2 separate regions of the Hordeum vulgare genome follow, and region 2 is linked to region 1. Evidence: chromatin contacts called from public Hi-C data. All regions are on one chromosome and are shown on one strand. Each heading gives the region's core, a stretch centred on a gene start, on an enhancer-like site or on the middle of the called end of the contact. The rest is flanking DNA. Distances are from core to core; before and after follow the strand shown.

Evidence for each region. A called contact is a pair of places that touch in the nucleus more often than the background predicts.
Region 2: a Hi-C map of seedling shows a contact between it and region 1, with 2.3 times the contacts expected there. The contact joins the promoter of LOC123426843 here to the enhancer-like site in region 1. A contact is called at or near these places in 2 of 6 Hi-C or Micro-C datasets (leaf and seedling).

The regions. Positions count from the first base shown.
Region 1 is chr2H:499,828,930-499,833,301 of MorexV3_pseudomolecules_assembly, reverse strand. No RefSeq gene overlaps it. Among protein-coding and RNA genes, the nearest start is that of LOC123430342, 55 kb to the right of the region's middle. Within about 2 kb of position 2,166, at least 1 of the 3 cell types and tissues checked has open chromatin away from gene starts, as enhancers often do. A contact at or near this core is called in seedling, where this site is marked.
Region 2 is chr2H:500,327,124-500,331,495 of MorexV3_pseudomolecules_assembly, reverse strand. LOC123426843 (putative lipoxygenase 5) reads right to left here and starts at 2,228. Exons shown (of 7, transcript XM_045110740.1): 1 at 1,428-2,228; 2 at 548-1,066; 3 at 1-298. The coding sequence starts at 1,800.

The sequences.
Region 1 (4,372 bases), core at 917-3,416:
GTACCACTGAAGATGAAATCCTCCACTAGATCGGTACAAACTTGGAGTCTACGGGTTCTTACAACATAAGAGCATCTTCAACAGAGATGTATGTTTTGATGCTTCAAAATGGTGATGTAAAAATTTGGAGCAACAAAAAATATTTTTTACATCTTTGAAAAAGGCTCAACTCCACCAGATGGTCCAAAATGGAGATGTAAAACAACAACTACAACATATGCTCCAAAACAAAGATGTAAAACGAGTCGGCGGCCGTGGGCTGGTGTTTAGCCACTGTACAAATGCATGTATTCTTCTTCTCCACGGTTGTTGTTCTCCGTGGCGTCGACGGTCGGAGCGTGTCGGGGCGGCGGCGGGTGAAGAGAAGTCGGGACGGCGGCCGAGCAGGGAGCGGACAGCGACGTGCGACGCGGGACGGAGATGGATGGAGCTGGGCAGTGACGTGTAGTGCGGGCAAGGGGAGGGCAACGTCGGCGTGCGGTGCGGGTGGGGGCGGGCGGAGCGGAGGTGGATGGGGCCGGGGCGGGGCTGAGGCGGACTGCGTCAGGGAGCTGCAGAGGGCGGTGGCGGGGTGGCCGCGAGAAGCCCTTCGACGGGGGAGGCGACGCGGGCGAGGGCCGCATAGGCGATTTGGAGCGGTGGCGGCGAGGACGACAACGATTTGGGCGGTGCCGACGATGATTTCCGGTGGCTGGTGCTCGGGCGGGTGCGCGGTCGCGAGCATGCAGGAAAATGAATGGACGTTTGGTGGTTTCACAGACGGCCGCGGTTTTACATCGGATGTATCTCGTGATGCAAATTTGCATCACGAAGTGTTGTATTTTACATCTTTGGGATGCGGTGGTCTATTTTTTTTACATATGGACCATCTGTTGGACCAGCGTTTTTTTCTCTCGAAGATCCAAAAGTTAGGTATATTTACGTATGGACCGTCTATTGGAGATCCTTTAAGACTTGTCTTCATGCAAAATATTTATGAGCTCATGTTAGATAATGATAGTGTGTAAACAATGCTTCTGCTAGTCCTAAACATGTAGTAACATTCGACCATTTACTTTAAATTCAGACATGACACTTTCTCTAATAGAGCAAGATGATGCCTTGTAAGTTGTTACGGAAATTTTTTGTAACATTTTTTAGTGAGATCCACCACATGAAACATGAATATTTTGAGTAGTAATATAAGAGCTAAAACTAATAAGGAGTGCATATACTTTATTGTCTTTTATTATTATATAGTTGTAAAACATTTATTAAATATAAATAACATAATGAAATGAAAATTATTATGTATGATTGTTTGTTGAGGTCAATCTTTTTCTATATATGCTGCATGACGTTGTGGCATGCTTGCATGTTGAAAAAAATTGGTTTGCGAGAGTGGACCATTTTCCATGCATATTATGTGATGAGGTGACATGTTTACATATTACGAAAAATATATTAATGTGGGCTAGATATTTAGATATAGAAGATTAGCTATACCATTCGTGTACTTGCCCCTAAAGTAGGCAACTCGGCAAATCACACAATGCTTTAAGAAAAATACTGACCTTTTACACTATCATAGTGTCAAAAATGACCTTACATTATGGGATGGATGGAGTGCCTTAGAAAAAACTCTTAATCTTGTTCCAAAAAAGAACTCTTAATAATACAATTTTCAGTTACTTGATCCCTGGCTCTAATTCCAAGATAATGTAACATCCCAAATTTCATTTTGGCATGTTATATATTAGCTATGTATCATCCTCATCATTTGTCATGCATTTGAATTTTCTATTCTAGAATTTTTGGCTTTATTGGTTTTTATCCAAATTACATTTCAGCTAAAAAAGAATATATATGAGACAGGTTAAAATGACTACCTCCAAAGGGAAAATAGTGGGAAAATATTTTGGTGTTTTAAAAAATCCTTTCGAATTGTTTTTATGTATTAAAATGCGTGTGCAAATTTTATAAGTAATTGTTTATCTGATTTTAAAAAACTAAAACTTTTACATGAATTCTTACAACATCTGTTATTTATGTAAAAAATGACATTTTTATAAAATGTTTTGTTTATGATTGAAGGAATTTTTAAACCGCTGTTCCAAGTAGGCAACGCCGGCGCTTGGCTAGCCGCCCAGCAGGCCAAGCCAGGCAGCGCTAGCGCCCCAGACTTGCTCGCCCACTCTCCTCACGAGCGCCGGGAGGAAGCAACTAGTTAGCGACCCTTCCAGCGATCGCTCCCGCGCGTCGCCACTTGACGCGTTTCCAGCAGCCGTCACGTGCCGCGCTCTCATTGTTTTTTTTGAATTTTTATTATTTTTTCGCACGTGTTTTCGTCTTTTTTGAGTGATTTTTTCCCAAATTTGTTTGGTGTTATGGTTTTTCACCTGTCTTTCGTAACTTTTCGACAAAAAAATACAATATTTTCATGAAAAAAAAATTACATGAAAAAACTCGTTTTCTATTTTTTTCGAGAGGCATGATTTTGCTTCAACAGGAGGCACGGTTTTGGTTTCGCGAGAGGCACGACCGTGCCTTTCAGAAATAAATAAAAACATGTTTTCTTTTTTTTTTACAAGAGACACGGTTTTGCTTTCACGAAAGGCTCAGTTTTGCCTTCAAGAGAGGTACGCCCTTGCCTTTCGGGAAGTAAAAAAACATGGTTTCTGTTTTTTACGAGAGGCACGGTTTTGATTCCGCGAAAGGCACGATTTTGTCTTCAATGGAGGCACGCTCGTGCCTCTTCCAAAGGAAAAAAATCTAGTTTTCTATTTCTTTTGTGAGAGGCACGGTTTTGCTTCCGCGAAAGGAACGGTTTTGTCTTTCCGAGATGCACGCCCGTGTCTCTTCCGAAAAGGGGAAAACGCGTTTTTTGCTCTCTTTTTTCCGCGAGTGGCACGTTGTTGCTTCCGCGAGAGGCACGGTTTTGCCTTCGCAAGAAGTACGACCCGTGCCTCTTGGAAAGGAAAAAGAACCGTGTTTTCTAAAAAAAATCTATCGCATGAGACACGGTTTTTTTGTCCTGTTTTTTTCTTTCGGTTTCTTCACAAAAAAAAGTTCATCAAAACCTATCAATGTGGGATCTAGTTTTGAAGATCTCGACGTGAGAAAGTCAACGGTGAAAACGGTTCGGGATTTGAACACACGGTTTAGGAGATAAAACGTTTTGAAAATACAGATCTACGAAAAAAGAAAAAACTTCCACGTTGCGACAAGTAATACGCATGCAGTGCGTTATTTGTCACAACCTGTAAAGATGGAAGTAATCGTTGGAAAGGTCTTTTCCTAACTAGTGATTTCGGCGCCACGACGACCAGCAGGCAGGTTATCACTCGTTCGCACAAAAGCGAACAAACTGACGATCAAAATGGTCCGGCTCAATTACAAGAGAACGCCCAAACTACATTGTATGGTTTTGGAACCCTTATAAAAGGTTCCTAACCAGTCTTGAGTACCTTCTAGAAGGATCTTAAACTAGTATTTACAGTATTTTTTCTATTTTTTTTCTTTTCTTAGTGTATTCATTTTTTCCTTTTTCTAATTATTTTAATACTTTTCTTTTTTCGTATTTCTTTTATTTATTTATTTTTTATTCCCTTTTTGGTTTTCTAAATTTTAAAAAACTTTAAAATGTTCAGAAGCTAGAAAATGTGTAGTTTTTAAAAATATTCTAATTTATACGAGAACAATACTTTTACTGAAAAAAATCCACCATTCTTAATGTTCCCCTTTTCAAAAAAAGTTTCTTTTTTTCAAACGGGGATATTTTTCGGAAAATCATGCAGTTTTTGAATATTAGTTTTTTATTGAAACACAAACATTTTTGAAAATTTGTGAAAAAATTTGTAAACATGATAATCTTTTGAACTTATCTACACTTTTTGAAACATGGCCATTTTTTGAACTTACGTACATTTTTTGAAAAGTCAAAAAAATTTAGAAAATGAAGAATATTTTTTAAAAATCCTGAACATTTTCAAATCATGAACAATTTTAGAATTGATGAACAAAATCCTGTACATTTTCAAATCATGAACAATTTTAGAATTGATGAACAAAGTTCGAACAGTTTTCAATTTGTGAACAATTTTTGAAAAAGGAGAGAAACATTTTTCATAAAATAGGAACATTTTTTCACAAATTTATGTAAACTTTTGTTCATGAATTCTTGATTCCTGATTATTTTTTAAGCACAAAAATTCAAATATAAATAGTGAAAAAATCTAAACACGGGAACATTTTTTGAAATTAAAAAAATATTACAAAATGTTAAATAAAAAAGACGAAAAGGAGAAAAAAGTGAAAAAGGGAACTATAATTTTTTTATAAATAGAGGACATTTTCCAAAAATCCCAAACATTTTTTGAAAATATCGAAAAAA
Region 2 (4,372 bases), core at 979-3,478, 500 kb before region 1:
CGGAGGAGGCCCTCGCTGTTCTCCTGGATCTTGCGCACGAATGGGATCTTCTGGAACAGCTGGTCGTGCAGGGCCTGCTTGAGGCGGAGGCCCTCCTTGAAGAGGTTGTCGACGTCGTGGAAGCCGGCGAAGTCGCGGCTGTCCGGCGACACGGAGCTCACCAGCAGCGGCATGAAGTTGTGGAGCAGCGCCTTGATGGCGCCCTCGGACAGCATCTCGTTCTTGCCCTCCTCGAACTCCTCGTCCCGCGACACGTAGATGGGCTCCGGGTACTCCACCCTGCTCTCCGCGCCCTCGTCTGCAGTGCACCAAACCAAACGCAACGGCCAAGTCAACGTCAGTGACGATCGGGTGGTTCGGGTACGAAAGCAACGCGCCGGAGCCGGACCGACGGTTTCGCTCCCGCCATGTCGGGGAGGACACTGTTGCTATCGCAGAATTTATTGGATGGATGGATGGATCGGTCGAGTCGATGCCGACGGTGGTGCCAAGGCAAAGGCGGCCCAAGGAGAAGAGAAGAGGAAAAGAAGAATGGAGAGCGGCTTGCCTGTGACGGTGCTTGGCCGGGCCGTCCGCATCCGGCGCGGGTACGGCAGCTTGTCGCCGCCGAGGACGGGGCGCTCGAACCCGGCGCCCTTGTCCGGGTTGCCCAGGTCGTTGTACACGTCGTAGTCGTAGGCCCGGTCGGTGGTCTTCCGCACGCCGGTGCCGCTGCCGCGCAGCTCCTTGAGCTCCCGACGCCGGACGTCCCTCAGCCCCGGCGGCGTCTGGGACGGCAGGTAGGGCTTGTTGGTGAAGAAGACCCGCGGGGCAGGGTCGATGCGGCTGGGCTGGACCCACGAGTTGCAGGTGAAGTGCGCCGGGCCGGACGGGAAGCCCTCCACCAGGATGCTCTCGATGAAGAACTCACGCTGGTGCCGGTTGAGCACGGTGACGGCGCCCGGCTCGCCGAAGGCGGCGTCGACGGTGAACTCCGCCGTGTACACCACCAGTTCCGCCTTGACGTCCCGTTTCTCGAACCACCCCACCAGCCCCGACTTGTTGCTCTTCTTGGGGTCTCCCTTTCCTGGCAACAGCAGAAAAGCCAACAAGATCCGCTCAGCTCAAACTCAATGCGTGCTCCCGTTCCAATGATTCGCTCTGATTTTGATACTACTCGAGACAAGCATGCCACATGTGAGAAGAGAAGAAGAAAAATCAAATCGACAAGCAGAGGCTACGGGGTTGGTGGCCGTGCGCTCGGCTTCCATGTGGACGCGCGCACGCGCAGGTCAAGAGACACCAGCTGGAATATTCTCGTCCCTGGAGTGGAGCTGAAGCGGCGAACGGAAAGCGGAGGAAAAGCTGAATTCAAAGATGCAGCCCGACGGCCACGGAATTCAAACGCAGCAAGGAAGCTTCGCGGCGGGGACGGGGGGGGGGCTTACTTGGGTCCGTCTCGGTGCTGATGAGCTCGAGCAGGACGCTCCGGCCGACCCTGTCGGCGTAGGCGTCCATCTGCTCGGCGACCTGCTCCTTGACCTCCACCTTCCGCTTCCGGCGCACGGTGACCACGGCCCTCGCCGCCACGCTCTGCGGGTGCGCCTCCGGCCGGGCCACCCTCTCGGCCGGCGCCGAGGTGAGGACGACCCGCTCGGCGAGGGCGCCCACCGGCGCCTTGGACCGCACCGTCCTCCTCGAGGGCCTCCCGCCCAGGCTCGCGAAGCAGAGCCCGCGCTCCCGGCCGCCGCGATGCGCCGCGGTGCTGGCAGAGCCTGCCGCCTGCAAGAAGGATCTCCCCAGCAGCTCCATCGGCGGCATGACCGTAGAAAGAAGCTCCCCTCCCTCGTCGGCGCAGATTAGCAAGGTTAAGATCGCTCGCCGGGGACGAAATGGGTCAGAGCGGCTGGCCGGGCAGGGGGATATGTTTCTCGCTCTGGATCTTGGACGGTTGGACCGGACACCAGTAGCAGCCCCCCTGTTTTCTTTTGTGCTGCCTTTCTCTCTCGTAGTGGGACTGGGAGCGCATTATATATAGGCGCTGGCGGGAGGAGGGCGAAGGGTAGCTAAGCCAGAGGCAGAGGGAGGCCGAGCGCCCGAGCGGAGCGCGCGGTCGCCCGAGGGAAAGAAACCACGAGCGCGATGTGGAATCCCCGCGCCGGCCACACGTGTTCCATACATCCTACGCGAATAGAAAACGGCGGGCGAGCGAGCTGCGGGGCCGAGGCTTCGACGCAGGTGAGGTGCCGGTGCTGGTGCTGGTGCCGGTGAGCGCGGGGGATGGGCTTTTGTGGCTTGATGATTCGGACAACAAAGCCCCGGGTACACCCCCAATAAAACCCAGGGGGGCGAGCGGGGCCGTGGGGTGGTTCGCCCGGCGGACCCACCGAACTGTTTCATAGTTTTGATTGGTGCGCGTAGATGTAGGTGCATCTCAATGGAAACCGGTTGAATGCCGACAATTCGACGAGGTGGTACGCCAAAGCATCAATCCTGGCGGTACTTGCATAACAAAGCGGTTAATCATGTGGATTGTCAAAAAAAAGAAAGAGCGGTTAATCATGTGAATCAGAAAAGCGCGATTCACTTTCTTGCATGCATTCTCGTAAAATTTAACTAGACATGATCCAACCTTTTGGCTCCTCCCTCCTCCTTGGCTTTCTCTCGGCTACAGAGCCATATCGTGGCTTTGCCACCGGGTGGGCCTACGTCATCTTACATTATGGAAGCTAAGAGCTTACACAATAGTAATATATGAATACAGATGCCTCATGATAAAAAATAGCTTACATATCAATATTGATTTTTTTTTCTCTCCAATGCAAGGTGTGTGCCTCGTCAAAGAATAAAAAAATCAAGACTCTAATACATGTATCTCTACTTTTCACTCTAACTTTTTTAGCTTTTTACATCAGACCATACATTTTCTCTTCAAGCACCCGCCTCCTGCATAGGATCCCGCTTCCTTATGTGTGACGTCCTCGTTTTAATCGTACGCTAATCATAGACGCAAATGCGTACGATCAAACCCAAGGACTCACGGGAAGATATCACAACACAACTCTAGACACAAATAAAATAATACAAGCTTCATATTACAAGCCAGGGGCCTCGAGGGCTAGAATACAGAAGCTCGATAAACAAACGAGTCAGCGGAAGCAACATATCTGATTACAGACATAAAACATGGGGTGCCTTAGAGAAGGCTAGCACAAAAGAAACACGATCGAACGAGGGGAGGCCTCCTGCCTGGGAACCTACTAAACTACTCCTGGTCTTCAGCGGCCTCCATGAAGAAGACATCATCGGGATGGCGGACATCGGCAGGAAACTCCACTCCTGGGCTCCATCATCTGGACGCAGCAACGGATCAAGGGGAGCAAAGCAACGGTGAGTACTCATCCAAAGTACTCGCAAGACTTACATCAGAACTATGCTAAGTATGCATCATTATCAAAGAAGGGGGTTGGTTATATGTGGACTGAGGGCAGCAATGCAAGAATAGAGAGAGAAGGCCTACTCCTATCGAAGACTAGCATCTTCAGGGTCTTGCAGCAATAGACGAGAGTAGAACAGGTGTAACACAATTAATAATCATATTGTTGCAGCAATATTAAAATGAGGTCACGCCCACAGATCCTCCCTCGACTCCCTGTGAGGAAGCAATCCCGGGGCAACTAAAATCCAGTTAAGTAACAATTGTAGATGTATACGATCAGGGCACAACTCCAAGTCGTCCTGTAACCGTGGACACGGCTATTCGAATACTTAAATTTCATCCGTGCAAGGGTGCACCACATTTCCCGTCACGCTCGATAACACTCTGGCCGGACACACTTTTCTAGGTCATGCCCGACCTCGGAATATCGACACGACGCAGCCCCACCTAAGACTCAACAGAGAGGCCGGCCCGCCGGTCTAACTCCTAAGCACAAAGGGTTCGTGGGCCCAATTCCCCTTCGCGCTCCTGCACGATGCGTGGGCGGCCGACGTCAGTGTTGGAATTATGCCCTAGAGGCAATAATAAATATATAATTATTATTATAATTCCTGTATCAAGATAATAGTTTATTATCCATGCTATAATTGTATTGAATGAAGACTCATTTACATGTGTGGATACATAGACGAAACACCGTCCCTAGCATGCCTCTAGTTGGCTAGCCAGTTGATCGATGATAGTCAGTGTCTTCTGATTATGAACAAGATGTTGTTACTTGATAACTGGATCACGTCATTGGGAGAATCACGTAATGGACTAGACCCAAACTAATAGACGTAGCATGTTGATCGTGTCATTTTGTTGCTACTGTTTTCTGCGTGTCAAGTATTTATTCCTATGACCATGAGATCATATAACTCACTGACACCGGAGGAATGCTTTCTGTGTATC